Linked DNA regions of Zea mays: region 1 is linked to region 2. A link is a contact called in public Hi-C data. All regions are on one chromosome and are shown on one strand. The core of a region is the stretch at or near the end of the contact, and the rest is flanking DNA. Distances in the headings are between cores, read along the strand shown.

What was found. Hi-C and Micro-C count contacts between places; a contact is called where the count stands out from the background.
Region 1: a contact with region 2 is called in a Hi-C map of endosperm, with 2.7 times the contacts expected there. The contact joins the enhancer-like site here to the promoter of LOC100383949 in region 2. A contact is called at or near these places in 2 of 25 Hi-C or Micro-C datasets (ear and endosperm).

Annotation. Positions count from the first base shown.
Region 1 is chr8:108,460,540-108,463,600 of Zm-B73-REFERENCE-NAM-5.0, forward strand. LOC100281565 (LEC14B) reads right to left here. Exons shown (of 10, transcript NM_001154484.2): 9 at 2,733-2,793; 10 at 1,901-2,298. The coding sequence ends at 2,140. Among protein-coding and RNA genes, the nearest start is that of LOC100281565, 12 kb to the right of the region's middle. Within about 2 kb of position 1,417, at least 19 of the 20 cell types and tissues checked have an H3K27ac peak or open chromatin away from gene starts, as enhancers often do. A contact at or near this core is called in ear and endosperm, where this site is marked.
Region 2 is chr8:107,955,593-107,958,921 of Zm-B73-REFERENCE-NAM-5.0, forward strand. LOC100383949 (Ubiquitin-associated/translation elongation factor EF1B protein) reads left to right here and starts at 1,664. Exons shown (of 2, transcript NM_001362234.1): 1 at 1,664-1,820; 2 at 3,249-3,329. The coding sequence starts at 3,278.

The DNA of each region.
Region 1 (3,061 bases), core at 167-2,666, 500 kb after region 2:
TCGTGTGTCATGTGCAGAACCCGGCCAACCATCAACCACAAATGTAAATCTCATGTCAAAGTCACATATTGCAAGAATATCTAGGATGAGCTAAGCACTCTTCGACCCATTCAATTCCAGATTGTCAAGGAACTCTATAACCACTTTTGTTTAAAAACCTCTCATAGTATTTATTGCTCACCTAAGTGACCAACGATGGCAGTATGTTTAGATAACTCTGCTAGAAATTGTAGTCCATTGTGCCCTTTCTTTACCAAATTTTCCATATTTGCATCCATCTACACATTTAGAGAATAATTATTTCATAACACACCAACATAAAAATTCACATAAATACTATAGTTTATAGCATACCATCGTATTACAATTCATAGCACACGAACAAGAAAATATTGTTCCAAACATATGAATCTAGAAAAAAATAGTTCTAATGACAAGAATAATTTGCTTCAACATAAAGATAAATTCAGTTGCTTCAACATAAACATATGAATCTATAAAAAAATATTGGTCCTTTAGAGGATGAGGTTTAGACTTTGTTGGAGAAATTCATCCTTCGTCATCAAAAGAGCATTGATTTGTGCCAGCTGCCACAAATTATTTGACTGACCAAATGAACTGGAGTTTGTAACTGAGCACATTATTCATAAATTCGGCATTCACCATACTTTAACTACATACCAAAGTATAGTATCCAAGCAGAAAAGGCTGTACCAAACGCCCTCTCAATCCGCCCTTCCCTGAACTTGGATGTTGTGGGTCTTTCCACGCGCGCGCGCGCGCGCACACACACAAATGATTTTGCCACCTGAGATGAGGCTCTGGTTAGAACACGGGGATTTTTCTCGTTCCTAGATTTTTTTTTCCTGCGCAATATACTGAATTTTGTGTTCCAAATAGACCCTAGTGGCAAGCCATGCCAGGTTCGTACCGTCGAGAGCAGTTAGAAAGACACTAATAACTCGTCGTACAGTACGATTCCGTTCCGTGTGATTCAGTCGTCTACAAGCAATTACTGAATTGCAACAGCAGGTAACCGTATCCGCAGTACTCTGCCTCGACATGGCGCCCCAGCCTTTACATTTACTGCCAGCGGTGTGACGAGCATGATGCACATTTATTTACGTTCCTTTCCCCCGGCCCCGCGTTCGCGATCTGTTCTCCTACTCGTACGTACGTACAGTACGCAGCGCTGACGGCAACTCGACGCGTCCGCTCGTCAACCGAGCTGTAAAAGAGCCGGATCGGAGGAGAGCCCGTGGTGGCAGATGGTCCCGCCGGCACACCGGATTGCCGAGGAAAGCGTGCTGGGTCACATTTGCGGTTGCTTCGGCAGGCAGATACCTGCTGCTGGCTTGGGACAAAGCAGCAGATCCAGCTTTGTTCGGTCCGCCGACTGCTCTTCCCCGTTGCTGCCTCCCTCCTTTGACTGCCCCGCGTGACGAGGATGTGCAGCGGCGTCACGTCAGGCGCCAGAGTGAAAGTGTACTGGTTCGTTCGTCGACAAAGCAGACGACGCGGTACGCGTGAAAAAAGAAGAGCAGGGCTCATCACCTTCTTGTCGTCTCGCTTGGTCACTTCTTGCCTTGATGGGCACGCTACAAACGCCGGCGACGACAAGTGTGTGCAGTGTGCTTGCTTCCGCTTTGCCTGTTATTAGCGGAAAAGGCAGCGGGTTTTCTTTTCATGCCTTGCGACACCTCGCTCGCAGTTTTGGCGCGAGGGTTGGATCAGAAAAACTGGTGGAGTACTCTGCACCCCTAGATCTCCCCGTTTCTAAAAATTAGTCCCTAGAAACCAAACATCTTCTAAAAAAAGCGCATTGCCCATACCCATACCCAAAAAAAACGGAACGTCGAAAACCAAATGCCAACAAAAACACGCTCCCTCCAAAGGACATGGAAAAGGCTTTATGGAACAACCATATTCACAAAGGTGCTTATGCACTCGGTCCTGCCCACATGGTTTCAGTTCAGTATTTACATTTACAAATTACCACTGCAACACATGATCTTCTTTCTTTATTACGAGCTGTGCTTACTCTCCTTTTTTTTAGTGCAAGATTGGGTATGTTTTTTTTTAGCCCACAACCACGAACAGTAAAGATCACTCGCGCTGCACCTGCACGGTCGACTCAACTCAATCGACATCAGAAGCCCCTTCATCACGTGCGCTGGTCCATTTCACTACCCGGCCGTCCCAGGATGAGCTCACAAGCGTGGGCTCAAATGGGTGCCAACTGCAGTCCCGAATCGCCATTTGATGCCATTTCAGCTTCGCAACCTGGGATCCACTTACCTGCAGCACGAACCACGAAACGAAACTGAGAATCAACCGGCATTGTCTATCACTAGTAACTTATGCGGTTGTGTTCTGTGTTTTCGTCAGATCATGCACAATTTCTCGGCAGGAAAAAGGAGCTTCTTCATCAACTGCTGTAAAAAAATGGCATAGGCATGCATTCAGGAAAAAAAATGGATGGAGACTATCTCCACCAGGTACCTATGGACAGGTGGGTTAATGTCACGTGTCCATGCATAATCATCCAATGCATGAGACTACTGCATAAATTATCAAGTAGTAGTAGTTGGAAAAGAAAAACCACAGCTCTCATGCGTTAGATAATTATGTATGCATGAATCCACGGCAGGTGCCTATGAATGCATGGTGCAGACAGACTACCCCAAGAAATGGTATGGTATAAATGAAGTGCGTGTCGGGAAGATATATACCACATCATAGATGCAAACATTGGAATCATACGACCCTGTATATATGTACTTTTGCCCAGTGCTGCATAAACAAAATTCACACATCAGTGATGTGAACAGAAAGTGTTGCGAAAATACATATGTTATGTTGAATTTATGGCCATACAAGAAAAAGGGATCGAATCCGGAACGATGATATACGTAATAGATTAGGGATAACATCAATTGAAAAAAAAAATCTAACACCAATTGAGATGGTTTAGACATGTCCAATGAAGAGATCTCCAATAACAACGGTGTGTGATGGGATTCTAAGACATGATAGTAACGAGAAAGACAGACAGGCAAGG
Region 2 (3,329 bases), core at 414-2,913:
ACCAAAGAGTGTGGTGGTCCTTACGGGGTCTTAAGTGATCCTTGAGAAGAAGAAGAGCTCGCCGATCTTGAGTGATCGGTGGAGAGAGGGAAAGGGTTGAAAAAGACTCGTCCTTAGTGGACTCCTCAACGGGGACTAGGCCTTCGAAGGCCGAACCTCGGTAAAACAAATCACCCGTGTCTTGTGTGCTTATTGCTTGTGATTTGTTTGTTCTCTCCCTTTCTAAGTTCTCTTGCGCTATTCTTTGCCAACATTATTTTGTGTTGCCTCAAGTTAAATTCTCTTTTAGAGAAGCCACACCTTGCAAGAAAGAACTTGTGTTATTGCTCTTCTTATCTAAGTCCTCTTGATTTATTCTCATAGACTTATTAGTAGTATTGATTTGTCAATTCCGCAAATATTTGAAAGCAATACTCCTTACAAGCAAAGACTTAGTTTTTACTGCGATAATTGTATATCTTGTTCTAACCTCTAATCAAGGGATCTAGTTGGGGGATAAAGTTTTAATTTTCAGGTTTCGCGTATCCACCCCCCTCTAGGCGACTTTCAGCAAGGCACCCCGCATGACGGAGCGAGTCAGCGAGAGGAGAGAGGACATGAGCGATAGTGGATCGAGGTCGTCGAGGCGGGACAAAGCAACATCGAGCGCCTCGGCCGCACGACACATCACGCCTACGTCCGTGCGGAATAGTATGTCGTGGAACGTCGCCACAACGTGTGGCGGCGTGCCACACTGGAGCGAGGAGGCGGTGAGGTATGTGAACGACATCGCCAGGAGCCATGGTGTGAGCCGTGATGGGAACGTGAACCTAGCGGCGACAAAGCGCTGCACAGTAAGGAGCGACGCGAAGGCGTAGAGCATGGGCGGAGTCGCCTAATCGGAGGCAGTCGACAATCGGCGGAGGTGATCCTAGTCGATTGCTAGTGTTAGGTTAGAGATAAGATTTTTTGTGTTCATGTTTTATTAGGATATACCAAGGTATTGCCTAGTAATACCGGCCTACATGGCCCCTCCGCCCATGGCTTTAGGCCAACGTTCACGAAACTAGAAACCGCGACGTGTGGCGGCGTGCCACACGGGAGCGGGGAGACGGCGAGGTATGTGAATGACATCGCAAGCGCCATGGCGTGAGTAGAGATGAGAACACGAACCTAGCGGCGACAAAGCGCCGCGCAGTAAGGAGCAACGCGAAGGCGCAAAACAAGGACGAAGTCACCTAATCGGAGGCAGTCGACGATCGATGGAGGTGATCATGGTCGAGTGTTAAGTTAGAGATAATATTTTATCTATTCACATTTTACTGGGCTAGACCGAGGTATTACCGAGTAATACTGGCCTTCATGGCCCTAGCCCATGACCTTAGGCTCAACATTCACGAAACCAGAAAAAATTTAGAAAAGTTAAAAAATGGAAGATCCCGCGGTCGCGTGCGCGCCCTCACCCGATCCACCTCTGCGCACGAACGCACGCAGTGTCCCACCCGGTCACCCCACCAGCCACCACACGCGGGACGCAATAGACCAGCGCGGCATCGCAGCACAGGCCATCGCGAAACCGAAACCGAAACCGAAACCCACCCGATCGCAAGTCTGTTGTGCTTGTGCCTGCGCTGCGCGGCCTTGCTGTCCCGTCTCTCGCCCGCCCGACCGCTGTCTCGCTCGCCTCCCGTCTCGCTTCGTCTCCATTTTCTCCCCACCCCACCACACCCGCGTCAACCAACCAAACCCTAGAAGGCTCTCGCCCTCGTCCCCAATCCCTCGCCGCCCCGCGATCCCCGCCGCCCGCAGGCCAAAACCCTACGCGTATTGCTCGACGCCGGGTAAGCTCCTCGTCGCCCCGCCCCATCAGCTCACTGTTTCTCCTGCCCTCTCTCTCTGATCCCTCGCTGGTTCGATTCGATTTGGGCGTGGAGTTCGGTGGCCCCATGGTTTGATCCGCCGACGCGCGGGAATGCCAACGCTCGCTGGAGAGTGTGTGGGAGACTGGGAGCCGCGCGCCCGTGGAATTCAGACGGGGAACGGCCGCTGGGGCTCCACGGGATCGCGTGATTGCGGTGCGGGTGACCGTGGCGGGCGTACCATGCGCGCCTGGGCATGGAAGGACGCCACACGTCGATAATTTTCGGGGATTGGGCACAGGTGATGGCTCGCGGGGATTTGCAGGGAGTCCTCTCGGTGTCAGGATGCTGGTGAAGCTATGGGTGATTATGCTGTAGAGTTTCGTGAAAAGAGAATTTTTGGTTTCTTATCTACTGGCTCATGAATTGATGATTAGGTTTTGGAATTCAAGGGATGAGAAATGTAAGCGCAGTTTTTCTGGAGGCTAATAGATGCAAAATGCTCATTCAGCCAAAATTCTGGTTATAGTAGCTGTAAGTTGGTTTTTCAAAAAAAATATAATACATGTAAGATTCCTGTTTTGATCCGGTAATCTGATGGCAAAGGGAACATAAGCAAATATACTCGGAGCTAATCCAACAAGTCATAATTCTCTAATTCTGTAATGATTTAATAATCTCTTGCTTTAGTTCTGTTGTTATGTGCGTAAGGTTCTGCTGCTTGATTATGGGATATGGGATATCGAAACAAGCACAATTTCTTTGACGCAGAAAAAAAAACAACTAAAATGAAGCATCACTAGTGGATAGAAGTTGCATGTCAAATGTAAGTGGACCTAAGGGGGTGTTTGGTTTGAAGAATCAATTCATTCTAGATGAGGTGATGCATCATGAGTTTATTCCAAAAATTTAGTGTAATGAACTCATTCCTCATATTATTACTAATTATTAGTCTATGATGAATAAAACGGAATGGTGATGGATCAACTCATTCCATTCCACAAACCAAACAAGAAAGTGAGGAGTGAGAAGATGATGGACTATCTCATTTCTCAAACCAAACATGTTGATTTTGTTCTTAGCATGGGAGACCTGTGGTAGTTGTCATGTGGCGAGCAACATGGCATTCGTTTCTTATCAGGATGTCAGATTATTTTTCACAGTTGGATTAGCTGTAATATGGATCATGTTGCATGTTGTGTTTCCTTAAAACAGCTATTTGAGTTGGCCTAGCTGTCTGGCATATGTTTGGTTAGATATGTACTTTACGTTTTTAGTTGTTTTTTACTTGGATGTTGATATTCTCTATTTGTTATGGTTGAACTGGCCTCATTTGCCAAGAGGAAGATCAGTACTTTACACATGTTTTCTTGGAGTGCTGATCCTTTTGCTTTGGCAAATTTCATGCAGGTATAGACAGTGTAATCACTTTGTCAGAAATGCCTTCTGCATCCAAGTCCAAGGCAAAAGAAAGATCAGCTGCAAAAGTTG